Regions from separate parts of the Mus musculus genome. Here region 1 is linked to region 2. A link is a contact called in public Hi-C data. All regions are on one chromosome and are shown on one strand. Each heading gives the region's core, a stretch centred on a gene start, on an enhancer-like site or on the middle of the called end of the contact. The rest is flanking DNA. Distances are from core to core; before and after follow the strand shown. Region 1 overlaps Gm12223 (a long non-coding RNA gene). Region 2 holds the start of Pdlim4 (PDZ and LIM domain 4).

Region 1 (6,635 bases), core at 416-2,915, 81 kb before region 2:
AGCCTTCTCGCCAGTCTGCTCTCTACATTTTGAATAATGATAGTAGCTGCGTTTATTGAGAAGTTACCCTGTTGTAAATATGCATAAATTCATTTAGTACTTAGAACAAGTCCAGGGAGATGAGGAAACTTATCACAATGTAATAAAGCAGGGAGCTGAACCCCACGAGTTTAGTAACCCGTCCAGACCTTACAGTCAAGCGTGAGAGCCAAGCAAGCTGTGAAGATCATGTGTCAATCACTGGGACATAGCGACCTCAGCTTAAGCACCAAAGCAGATACTTCTGAACTCTGGTATTTACACCCTGTGTGGCAAGAACAACAGAGCTAGAGCTACGTCAGTGTAATTTCCGTCTCTGTGGGTTGAGTCTCAGTGATGAAAGTTGCAGTAGTAGAAACACAATGTCAAATCAGTTAACAGTGATAAAGGACCTGCAGGTAAGGGTGCCTGCAGATAAGCTCAGTAGCCTGCTTTGATTCCTGGAGGCCACACGGTAGTAGGAGAAACTGGCAGAGGCAGGGTGTCCTCTCATCTCCATGGCTACAAGCACCCACTTTCATATATACACCCACTTACTCATGCTCATACACACACACACATACACACACATGTATACACACACATGCATACACACATGCACACACATGCACACAATAAATAAATAACACACTCATTTCACATGGTCACACACTACTGACATGCACTTTTCTTACACTGGAAAGCTTTTCTGTGCCCTTTCAGGCTTGTCTCTACCCTCTGGGCACACCCTGCAGGCAAAGTTTGAAATGAGCTTAGGGAAAGGCTACCTCCCAACAGGAAAAGAGTAAGTGCGAGAATTCTGAACCTTTGAGTATTTCTTCTCGTCAAAACCCGATGACGGAAGCAAATCTTCCCTGGAGAGCACCTGCATCTTTCAAGCAGGTGATGACGCTCATGAAAAGATGGAGTGTGCTCAGAAATGCCACCACAGAATGTCGAAGTCAGGAGTAGGTAGCAGAACACTCCTGGACTTGGTGGATACCAGCTCTGTCTCAAGTAACACAGCTAAGAGGAGCGATCTTCAGACCTGCTGAAGAGAAGACAGCTGCCTTCTTTCTCTCTCCAGGCTCTGGCATTTATTCCCTCTCCAGAGTCCCCAGAACTAAAGTATCTGCAGCTGGCAATGATCACACCCTCCCAGAGTGCCCAGGAAGCAAAGACTCTGCTGCTATAGACAATTTGAAGCAACCCCATAGCCCACACCTGGGATTAAAACAAAACCATGTTTACATAACATAACAAAATTCTCAGGACAGCTGTCCCCTCACCCCACAGTAACATGGACTAGACTAGGAACTGGAACAGAGGGGGGGGGTTGACTTCCTCCCCTGCTGGGCCCTGCACATGCGCATGCTAGGGGTGCACTCTCCTTCCAGGCTACAACTTCAGCCTGGCTCTGAGCTTTTAAAGCCTGCTATCTCCTAAGCTTGGCATACCTGGCTTTTAGAACATACACTTTGTAAAACCTGACCCTTGCCTCAGTAATTAACACACTATTGAGGCCACTGAAACAAAAGGCAGTTGACTCATCTCTGACTTCTCTTTTTTTCCTTTCATAGCACACATGCAACACGCTACCATATCCTGTCATCTTTATCTTCCAAATATAGGCCAGGCCCAATCAGTTCTCAGTACTTCCACCACAGCTGGTTCATCTGCTACTGTAACCTCTCCTTGGATGATGCAATGGTCTCAAAAAGGAGCTGCTTCCTTCCACTTCCTTAACCCTCTCCTGTCTTTCTCACAAAGCAAGGAGAAGAGAGCCCTGCGACTTACAGAGCAAATCCCTAAAGCTGTTGTCCTGCCTCCATGGCCCCATATGCCCTTCTGGCTGCTTTCTCTACTCTCTTCAGCTATGGACTCTGCATCCTACACTACCCTACCAACATAACAAGCAAGACACGCCCACCAATACAACAGTGGCATGTGGCATGACCATTAGGATAGTAACTGTGATGGTTTATATATGCTCAGCCCTGGGCGTGTCACTGTTAGAAGGTATGGCCTTGTTGGAGTAGATGTGTCACTATGGGTGTGGCTTTAAGACCCTAATCCTACCTGCCTGGAAGCCTCGTCTATATCACACACTCCAAGGCTCGGGGAGTATCACAGAAAAAGATGGGAAAGAATATAAGAGTGAGAGTGGTGGGAAAGGGTTGGGATATGGAGCACTGTTTTAAGGCCGTGAGATGACTATCAAGCTCTCAAGTTCTCAGGAGCTATGGATTATCAGCACAAATCTTACACAAACTTGAGCCTAGGAACAACCTGCCCTGGCATCGGGAGGGGCTTGTGGGGTCCCACTCTTCCCTGAGGAGTTATAGGCAGTTACCTGTTGCTGGAAAAGAGACATTTTCTATAGTGCTGTAGACACTGGTAAGTTGCCCATAATTCTGCAGATGCCTCACCTGTGTCTGTGTAATCACGTTCATTGGTTCACAAACAACAACAAGTATACGTGAAAGCAGATGAGTGTATTAGTTCCTTAGTTACCTTCCCTGTAAAAATAATTGACACACAATAATACTTGGCAGGAAGAACTTGAGGAAGAAAAAGTTTATTTGAGCTCATAGTTCAAATGTATAGTTCATCATTGTGAGGAAAGCTTGTGACTTCATTACTTTTCTATTGCTATGACAAAACATCGCAACCAAGGCAGCTCATAAAAGAAAACATTTAATTGAGATTATAGTTTCCAGAGGGTTAGAATCCATGGTGGCAGAGGAAAGGCACAGTAGCAGGAGCACCTGAGGGTTCCCATCTTGACCCACAGCAAGAAGCAGAAAGAAAGACAAGGGAATGGCAAAGCCTGCCCTCAGCGACACACCTCCTCCACCAAGGCCACGCCTCCTAATCCTTCCCAAGCAGTTCTGCCAACCTGGGACCAAGGATTCCAACATGCTGGTCTATGGGGTTCATTGTCATCCAAACCACCACAGCTTATAAGCAGGAACAGGAAGCAGTTGGTCACATTGCATGTGTAATCAGGACATAGAGGGATATTAATGCTTTTACTCAGCTCTCTCTCTCTCTCTCTCTCTCTCTCTCTCTCTCTCTCCTTCTCAGTCTCCCTCCCTTTCATTCAGTCAGGGTCCCAGCCCATGCAAGGGCACTGCCCACATTCTTGGTAGGCCTTCCTACCTCCCCACTTCAACTGCCACTATCCTTAACTAAGCCCTCACAGACCAGCCCAGAGACTCATTTCCACTGTCAAGTAGTCATCAAGATATCACAGTGCAGGCCAGTTGGGAAGAGGGAGGTGATGAGCAGGAGTAGGAGGAACATAGAGGACAAAGGTCATAGAGAGAAACACAATCAAGATCCATTATAGACAGGAAGTAGAATGCCATAATGAGACCAGCTATTCTGTATAATCAGTATGTGCTAAGGACGCTTGAAAATAGAACCTGAGCAATAACTAAGGGAAAGTGACCCAAAGGAAAGTATGTGGAAATTGTAGTCAGAGAGATGGAAGAAGACACAGAAGACAGATGGATTATGAATGCTAAGGTTGGTAGTTAAACTGTCTTCCATGGCGTCCTTACAAAAGCAAATCTTAGGTACCATATTAGCCCAAGTACAAAAGAGCTAGAGAGCTATTACCCAGGAGACAGGGAGTCAACCTCAGAACATGCCTTACTGGCTGCGTTATCTATCATCTATCTATCTATCTATCTATCTATCTATCTATCTATCTATCAATCTATCTATCTATTTATTTTTGCATCACTGTGACAGCACAGTGGCTTACTCAACTCAGGCTCACTCCAGAGGAATAAAGTCCATCCCGATGGAGAAGTTCTTAGCCTGTGGTGACTGGGAAACAGCAATGGTGGAAGGAGAGTGCTCAGCTGATATTTCTCCTTTCGCCATATTTATTCAGTCTATATAGTGGCCATCATGTTCAGGGCTGACACTGGGTGGAACCTCTCTGGCTACATCCTCACAGGCACATGCCAAAATGTTCATCACTGGCTCTCCAGAGACTTCTACTTTAAAACAAAACAAGGTTTCATTCTGCAGCCCAGGCTGGCACCACAGTGTGGTTATCCTCCTGTCTCAGCTTCTCAAGTGCTGGGATCTCAGGTATGAGTCACCACACCCAGCTCCCTGGGTGTTTGCAATCAAGTTGACATTGTCAACCATCATACTGACCATTAAGGCAATAACTCAGGAACAGGAGAAGTACCAAGCCTGGCTGGCTCTCACAGAAGAAAGCCCGAGGCTTCAACTGCTCTACGCTCCTGTTACACAAGCACTCAGATATGCTTGTGCTTTCTTAAGAAAGAAAACTGACTACACCAAGCGATTCTTGAGGATCTGTGGCCTGACCAGGCTAAGGACTGAAACACACAACCCACAGTTAATCCAAAGTCCATCCTAGGCTCCTGGCTGCTCAGTCTATGATGCTGTTTCTACAAATCAGACTTTTGGATTCATCAAGGTTCATATCTGAAGGCAGGAAAATGATACCCTCCACCGTTCTCTGCAAAGGCACTTTTATGTTTAGCATTAACTCAGGCACGCTCTAACACAAGATCTGAATTAGCAAAACCAAGACTCTCTGAAACCGCAGGGAGTTTTTACAGGGAAAGTCTTGGGAATCCTCAGATTTTCACACTATGAGTTTAGTGCAATGGTAACTACATTTTCCTAAGCATTCCAATTTCCTTCCTGTGGCTGTGATAAAATACTCCAACAAAAAATAACTTAGAGAGAGGGGGTTTATTTTAACTCACAATTCCAGGTGATAGGATGTCACTGTAGGAAAGGGATAGCAGCAGGGGCTTGAGACAGCTGGTCACATCACATCTGTTGTCAAGAGCAGAGCTAGGTGAATGCAGGCTTTACTCTTAAATAGTCCATAGCACTATGAATAGGGAATAGTGTTGCCCATATGGGCTGGGTCTTCCCACATCCTAACAATCAAGACACTGTCGCACAGACATGTCCACAAGCCAAACTGATCTAGGCAGTTCTTCAGAGAGACTCTCTTCCCTGGTGTCTCTAGGTGGTGTCAAAATCAACGAATAAAACTAACCATTGCACTACCCTACCTTATTTGAGAACATTCATAGAATTATCCGTGAGACCCAATCTAGATGTTAGTGTGTCCACTAGAAAGCAGGGTAAGAGGGTCTAGATACAGAGTTCAAGAAGGGAGGACAAAGCCCAACTTAGTAACTCACAAGCATGTGGTTGCCATAGCAATGGAAGTGAAAGGGAAAAAGGAAGGAGACAATAAGGCACATATGAGAAGGCCCGGAAGCCCATAGGGATGCTGAGAATAAAAGGAAGAATAGTGAGGCTAGCAACTGAAGGAAAGATGCTGTCAGCAGTGTCCTCCAGGCTCCACCTCTAGGAGGAACCAGAATATTTTTATCAGACAGGTTCAAGGACTGAGTTAAGGACCGGCTTTGTAACATTTCTAAGAACGGGAAGTGAGAGAGCAATCAGTGTGCTACAAAGTTTCAAGTAGCCAACTGATGAGATGAAAACCAAGATCACTCTGGCTGCGTGGGATGATGCAGGTTTCCAATTCCACACCGGAGGGATTTCAGACCGGCCTGGTCTACATAGGGAGACAGTGAATTTCAGGCTAGCCAGAGTTACACTGATAAGTCAGTTCCAAGCTAAGCAGAGCAACATAGTGAAAACTTGGAGAGAAAGAGAGAGAGAGGAAGAGAGAGAGAGAGAGAGAGAGAGAGAGAGAGAGAGAGAGAGAGAGCGCTGTGAGCTCAAGAACTCAATGATGCAGGAAGAGGGTGGGGAATATATCTGTAGCTATGGTTTGAAATCCTTGATTGCCAATAAAGCCTTAGGACCCAAATTTGTTTCTCCAGGGATCATCCAGAGCATGCTATCTTTTGAGAATGGCCCCACCAGTGAACTCTGGACTAGACTAAGAGGCCCTGCCTCTATGAATAAGAAAGAAAAAACAATCAATGATTGTTGGTTGATTGATTGATTGATTGATTATTCCTCACATCACCCTCTGGGCCAACCCCCACCCCACCCTCACACACAAATAGAAGTGAGGAAGGCTGGTACTTCTGTAAGATTCCATTGGCTACACAGGTATGATGAGAACGAGACTGGCTAGTTGGGGAAGGGAGGAAGATGAGGGAACAGTGAAGACAGACTTCCTGGGGTACTGACCATCCACCTAGCAAATGCACTTTTAGCGAGTATGGAAAGTACTTTAAACATCAAACTGGGGGTTTGTCAATTCCCTTGGCACTTCCCTACTACTGACCTCTTAATCCCCAATGTTTTACAATAACAACACTACAAATAAAGTTTGCTAGCATGTAAAAGAATCTCTATAAAAGTTAAGAAAACTCTTCAATGTGCACCAGCCCTGGGAATAATGTCCAAGACAACCTTGGGTCAACAGTCAACTGGCTGAGGGTCTTTTTGCTCTGCCTAGCTAGAAATCACAGAAAGCAAGCTTTTTTTGACTGCTGAGAACAGAAGCAGTAGGCCAGCAGAAGTAGCGGCAAGTGGCGCCCTCTAGTGTTACAGCAATGTGCACACCTCAGGTATCTAGACCCTGTGTCCTTGGTCCCAGCAGCACTCCAGTTCTTGGCCTGAGA
Region 2 (6,653 bases), core at 570-3,069:
TCTTGGGGAGGTGCAAATCAATCGAGAGAAACAAGAACATCTGGGAAAAAAAGTTCCCAGAATCCACTATGAGGTGCATTGGAAAGGGAGTTTCCACAGATTCCTGAAGAACTATGTTCGTCTCCCCACCACTCCCCACCTCCCCTGCAGCAAGGTTCATTGCTGTCACATATACTGTGGCTCTTGAGGGTCCAGATGAGAGGTCTCTGACCACGGCCCATGCTCTACATTCAACCCTCAGGACAACCAGTGGTTGGTGGTTGAACCCCTTCTACTCCACTTAGAAGGATCCAATGGCTGGGAGCATCTGGTTGCCAGCCCCCAGAGACCATGCAGGGACCATTCTGTCGGTCCTTCCCATATGCCTGTCAATGTGGGACCCCTGTTTGCATGAAGCCGAGCACAAACCTCTGCCACACAGTATTGCGAGCCCAACATCTGTGTGTCCCTCTCACTCTCCACACACTCAAGCATGCATCCGTGTCACACACTCAATCCATGTCACTCCTCTCCCACCTGAGGGGATAGCAGCACCCTCCCTACCAGGAGGACATCCCGGCCTGGGACCTCCTACTTGGTACCTCTCAAGCGGCCTGGGATCTCCTACTTGGTACCTCTCAAGTTGTCCTACTCTTTGTCACCAGGAAGACATCAGGACAGACACCCCTACATTGTAGCTCTCTGACAGTTCTTCTCTTTTCCAGATGTAGGAGATTCAGTGGTCCCTCTCATCTCTTACCCTGTGAGCATCAGCATCACACACACACAGTCCGAGTCACTCACGTGTCACATGTCACAACAGGGTAAGAGAGAACACAGGGTTGCCAAGAATATTGACTAACTAGGATCTTGCCTCCTCTGGGTATGGAGAAGCAATTGATGGCTGATGTGGTCAGACTGAGGTACCCAGAGAGTAGTCTGGCCAAACCATTGTACCTCCAGAAGCTGTTAAAGGACATCCGGGCACACAGTGGTTGGAAGTGAAGACTTGGGGAAGAGAGGAGCCCTGGAGAGTGGGGTGGGGGCGAGCTCCAAATACTTCTGCTCCTCCACTGGGAGACAGGCACTGCTCCAGCCTGCTCTCCTTTCCAGAAAGCTAAGAGATACAACACCCCTGGCAGACAAGATGACCTGAAGGGAGATGGAAACAAGACAAGGCCCAAGAAGCCGAGGGTGGGGGGTGGGGTACCTGGAAAAAAAAAACATGCGCCTTGCTTCTAGATGCCAGAAAAAGGTCAACTCCTCTAGGAGATCAGCTTTGCCTTTGCAAACTAGTTTGGGCACCTTTCTATTTCTACTGCACCCACGCCCCCCGTAGCCCACCAAATAGATCCATGGCCTGCTGCTGTCTTGGGTCTGTGTCCCTAGTCCAGGGCTTCTCAAGCCCAAGGTTCTAAGTGTGCCGGTGTTCAGAGGGTTCCATGCGCTGAAAGGTGGGGAGGCAGGTTGGCCCGCCAGAACGTGGAAGTGGTTTGGGAACAAGGCACGGCCCCATCCCCCATCAGAGCCACCGCAGTCCTGCATCCCTCCCCGGGCTAGAGCACCGGCCCGTAAAAGCGACTTCAAAGGGCCGGTGCCTAGTGTCTGAGTTTCCACAGCCTGCTCGGCTCCTCAGCCAGGCAGAACTCAGACATCCAAGCGGACCCTATTCTGGGGGCTTCAATAAGCGGGTGGGGGGTGCGGGGTTTAGCCTGGGAAAGTGAGGGGCGGGTCCTCGGAGCCCCCAAAGTGGGAGGGTCGGGAGTCCGCGGGACCAATCGGTGTGCGCGCGGGGCGCGGGCACGAACGGAGGGGGGATCGGGGGCGGGCAGCCCGGGGGCGGGGCGCGGCGGCCAGGCGGCGGCAACAGCGGCGGCGACTCCTCCGTGTCCGGCTCCAGCTCTGGCTGCAGCTCCGGCCCGCGATGACCCACTCGGTGACCCTGCGCGGCCCTTCACCCTGGGGCTTCCGCCTGGTGGGCGGCCGGGACTTCAGTGCTCCCCTCACCATCTCGCGGGTGAGTCCGACCCCCGCGGGGCAGCGGGGTAGTCCCGGGGCTTAGACCTTGTCCTTGTAGTAGACCCAGGACCCAGATCCTCGACGTGTCGAAAGCTTGAAAGCAGAGTGTTGGTCTTGGTGACCCACATAATGTGAAGGGGGGTTCCAGCAGGGCAACACAGTCCCACCCCGCTTCCCGCACAGCCTGCCTGCCCCGTTTGGTGGTGAGAATCCCCAAGAGTTCATACACCAACTTCCCGCTGCTAAGTTTCTTTAGGGGAAGTTGCTGTGGGCCAGGGAAGAACCCTCAGACATGGGCCAGGAGTCTGGACAGCTCTACAGAGGCCCAGAAACTCCTCAGATCCAACCCTGCCTGAAGTTTTGGGGCAAAGTAACTGAAAACCCACTTCCCCTGTTAAAGGTCCGGGTGGCCTTAGGAGGGTCTTGCTGTCCTCGGAAGTCCACCCACTTCCCCACTCTGAACTTCAGTTTCTCCTCTCTGGCCTCAGTCACTCTGGGGGAAGTGACCAAGAGGGACTGTTAGCTTCCAGGCAAGGGGGAGACAATGAGGCATGGTTCCCCCTCCTTACAAACCAACACAAAGCCATGGACCAGGACAGCCTCAGCCCAGTTCCCCACGGGTCCCAGGATCATACCCTGCTCCTAGATCTAAGGCAGAGGCAAAGAGGAGGGGGCACAGCCCTGGAGAGGGAGTTGGTCTGAAGATAGAGCAGGGAGGAGCTCCGGCCTGAGGCAGGGATTCCCCAGCCTTGGAGCCAAAAGAGAAGAGAACCCAGGCTCTGCCCTTAGTGGCTCTGGGTCCAGAAGGAGGGGACAGATGTGGACATCCCTTCACCCCACAGAGGCTGCTTGAGTCTTTGGGGAAGTGTGTCGGGGGACTGGAGAACCACTTTGCTGCTTCTTCTGGCCCTGAAGGCTGGGCTAAGCTTTCGAGATTTCTTTTTCAGTTCTTGGGAAGAGGTAGTCACTGGGTGGGTGTGGAATTGTGGAATCCTCTATATGGGGGCCTGGGTGACAGGCAGGACCAGCTGTCCTAGGAGGCTTCCAACATCTGTCTTTACCACTAGGTCCCTGGGGCCAAGTGAGGTATGCCTTCAGCACATCCCTGTGACTTTCATCTCCTTGTTCTCCCTAGAGATCCCCGCTGGGGGTGGGAAGTGGGGGGGGGGGGGCAGAGCATCTATGTCTGCCTGGTGGGTCTGTGTATCTACAAAGAAAGAACGGTGAGGGTGTTAGGCCAGCCGGCAGGCCAGGCACCCTGGGTGTGAGGCCGCTGACAGGCTCAGTGGCCGTGGCTGACTGCTGGAGGCGGCTGAGAGCTAAGACATCTGTTGCCCACGCGGCTGCCTGTCCAACAGGGAAAGGCCTTCAGTCGTCAGCAGAGGCTGCCCAGGCCTTGTTTGGCACTGATGGGGACTTGGTGGGAGGAGATGCAGGCCCCTGATGGACCATTTGGGAGAGAGGAATCCCCTTTTTCCTCCAGAGTCATGTGGCAGGAGCTCAGACATACGGAGCCAGGGTAACTGAGCCTGGGTTAGGGTGGGATTTGGGAGATTTACAGAGCTGGGGAGGTACAGGCCACAACTTGCCTAGCAGGTACCTCAGGGGCAAGAGTACAGGGGTTGGTGATATAGGTGGGGGTGCCCTCACGAAAGGGCTTGTAGATCCTTTCTGTGTTCTCTCAGAGCCCCTCCTATGTTTCCAGAGTCTCCCTTACCCAGAGTCCAGTAGAAACGGACAGCCTCATGCAGACAGTGGGTGGCTGATTGTTAAGCTGGGCTGGGAGCTTACAGTCTTGGCCCAGGAAGTGTCTAGGAACCCCAAGAATAATGTGCAGGGCTTCTTCCTTATAGACAAACTGTAATGACTACTGGTCTTCAAGCATCACAATGTGCCAGGCCCCACCCTATCGGGTGTTGGAAGCAGCACCTCCCCTGCAGCCAGTCCTTGGAAAGAGTGTTGATGCATGCCTAGCCTCTGGTAGAGATGTCATATGCCACGACTGTCACTGGAAGTCCCCAAAACAATCCTTAGACTCCTGGCCTCATATGGTAGATTGAGAGGCTGAGGCACAGAGAAGTTAAAGAACACAGAGCAAGGGGCTGTGAGCAGAAATCTGGGTCTGTTTGGAGGTTGCTGTAACTGTTTATGAAGTGATATGACCCTCTGTGGCTCCCACGCACCACAGGCGTCTGCAGTGGGCACAGTCGGGGCTGGAATGCAGCAGGTGAGAGACTGATTCATACCCCAGATTCCCATCTGACCTCATTGCTCCCCTCCCCCTTTTTCTTCTGTCTGTCTGGTTATCTTGTACTGCACAGCGAGACAGTTGACCAAGTTCCACTCCATCCAAGGATGCCCTTGTTTAGAACATTCCATGGTTCCCAACCCCATGAGAAATGCCAGCATCTCTCACCCCAGGGACCGCAGACCCTGCAAAAGCTAGTCCCTGCAACTTTTCTGCCTTGATCACTCCCACAATCCCTTCACTAAGGATGCTATAAGCCACACAAGTCTCCTGCTTTCTTGCCTAGATAAGCCATTGTAATGCTGGGTTTCTACCTGGAATGTTACCCCTTCACCTGCGATACACTCTTCCTTTTGCAAAAAAAAAAAAAGCACAGTGGTTAACACTATAAGTTTTGCTTTGGACCCACCTGACCTAGGTTAGAATTCAGACTCAGCCATTTATTAACTAAACATGTCTTTGTCTTCTTTGCACCTCGGTTGCCTAGTCTAGGAAATGGGCTTGCCTTGAGAACTCAGGAGACAATGCTTAGAGAGGGCGGCTGGGAGTCACGGTTTCCTGGCTTCGAGCCCTCTTTGACCAGAACTCCCCAAGCTCAATGGAGCTGGCCACATCCCAGACACCTCTGCTTCCAGGAACTTCCTCCACCTACAGGGACCTGAATGCACCTCTTGTGCTGGCTGAGTCATCTTGTAGCAAGCTAGCCCTAAGGAAGAAGACTCTTGTCCAGTGGGGGGACTGGGCCAAAATGTCCCGGCTCCAGCCCCCTCTTTATTCATCTGTAGGTAGACATGAGAACAGCTTTAGCCTCATCTGGTGACTGAGAGGTTGTCCTGTGCCAGATACGGTAAAGTGCTGGCAGAGATCAGGTATCTATAAAGAACAGAGAGCTCTGAGCAAAAGCTTGACAGGAGAATGGGATTGGATGGTGCCAAGTGGGCACCTGCCCCAAGAGGACAGGCTTGTGCAAGTGCCTAGTGCCCAAGCCCAGCGAGTGAATATTTAGGGTGGACTTGTTGGCTAAGGGATCATGCTTTAGAAGAGAACTTTGCTTGAGGGAGATGAGGAGATAACTCAGTCAGTAAAGAGTTTGTCGTGTAAACACACAGACCTGACTGCGTTTAATCTCCAGCCCCCACATTAAAAAGCCAGGTGCAGGGCTGGGGAGATGGCTCCGTGGGCAAAATGATTGCATAAGGCTCTGAGTTTGAATCCCCAGGACTCACGCAAAAGCATGCCTGTAACCTCAGCACTGGGGTAGGTGGTGACAGACAGAGAGATTCCAGAAGCTCACTGGCCAGAGAGTCTAGCCAAAAGTGGTGCACTCCAGGTTCGGCAAGAGTGCAGGTAGTGGGTGGACCACGCCTTTAATCCCAGCACTCGGGAGGCAGAGACATGCAGATCTCTGAGTTCAAGGCCCGCCTGGTCTACAGAGCAAGTTCTAAGACAGCCAGGGCTACACAGAGAAACCCCGTCTCAAAACAGACAAACAAACAAACAAACAACCCACTACCACCAACAACAAAAAAACTGTCTCTATAAAGACAGAGCAAGACAGTGGATGCCAACTTTGGCTTCTACACACACACACACACACACACACACACACTCATATTTACATATATGAATACCACATGTTGGGGGTGGGGGAAAATAATATTTCTTGAGGCAGCCTATTTTAGGGCAATGTAGCTTGGGCAGTGCCCACATCATGCTTCTAGCCAAGGATCTGCCAGCACCTGGCTTTGTCCACTCTCTATTGGAAACTGGCTGAGCTGAGCCTGGCTGAGTTGCCAGGAACTCCCACCACCAGCCACAGCCACACTGATAAGAACAAGGTCATTAGCAATTCTTAAGCCACAGAGAGGCGCTGGCTGCTGATACTGGGTAAGAATGGTGACTCCTTGTCTGTTCTCTATTTGTCCCCAAGTTCTTATTTAGATAGCGCTGAGCCTGTCCCTACCCTCATCACATGACCTTCATCAGATGACCCAAAGTGCTTGAGTCTGTTGAGTCAATAGAGGTGGCTAGGGGATCCTACAGGGGAAGCAGAGATGGAGTTGTAACCCCAGAGTGCAGGCTGGTAGTTGGAACTGGATGGCTTTGAACTTGCCTGAGGCGTTGTACACACCTCCTCCTTTTAGTTGTAAAGATGCATTAGAAATGTGGGGGTGCAGGTAATAGGCGCACAAGGAGTTACTCTCAGAGTAATGGGGCTCTGTGCTGAGGCCTAAGGCAGGAGTGGGCTAGGTGGTAAGCAGGGTTAGTCAGGAGAGTGTACCTGCTGGAAGGAGAGCAGCATGTGGGCAAATAAAGATGTGAGTGCTGTCTGGTGCCTTTATATACCCTACAGGTGTTTATACCCACCATAGCAATGGTGGAGCAAGTGAATGTGTGGCGGGCATGA

The links. Hi-C and Micro-C count contacts between places; a contact is called where the count stands out from the background.
Region 1: a contact with region 2 is called in a Hi-C map of CD4 T cells, with 2.6 times the contacts expected there. The contact joins the enhancer-like site here to the promoter of Pdlim4 in region 2. A contact is called at or near these places in 8 of 484 Hi-C or Micro-C datasets (3T3-L1-derived adipocytes, CD4 T cells, the N1E-115 cell line and 3 more), 1 of 115 datasets of contacts at active chromatin or transcription factors (pancreatic cancer cells) and 1 of 9 other capture datasets (adipose tissue).

Annotation. Positions count from the first base shown.
Region 1 is chr11:54,145,006-54,151,640 of GRCm38.p6, reverse strand. The region is part of intron 1 of Gm12223 (a long non-coding RNA gene); the gene reads right to left. Among named protein-coding and RNA genes, the nearest start is that of Gm12223, 6.5 kb to the right of the region's middle. Within about 2 kb of position 1,665, at least 76 of the 459 cell types and tissues checked have an H3K27ac peak or open chromatin away from gene starts, as enhancers often do. A contact at or near this core is called in the N1E-115 cell line, adipose tissue, muscle stem cells and 1 more, where this site is marked.
Region 2 is chr11:54,064,183-54,070,835 of GRCm38.p6, reverse strand. Pdlim4 (PDZ and LIM domain 4) reads left to right here and starts at 1,819. Exons shown (of 7, transcript NM_019417.3): 1 at 1,819-1,996. The coding sequence starts at 1,904.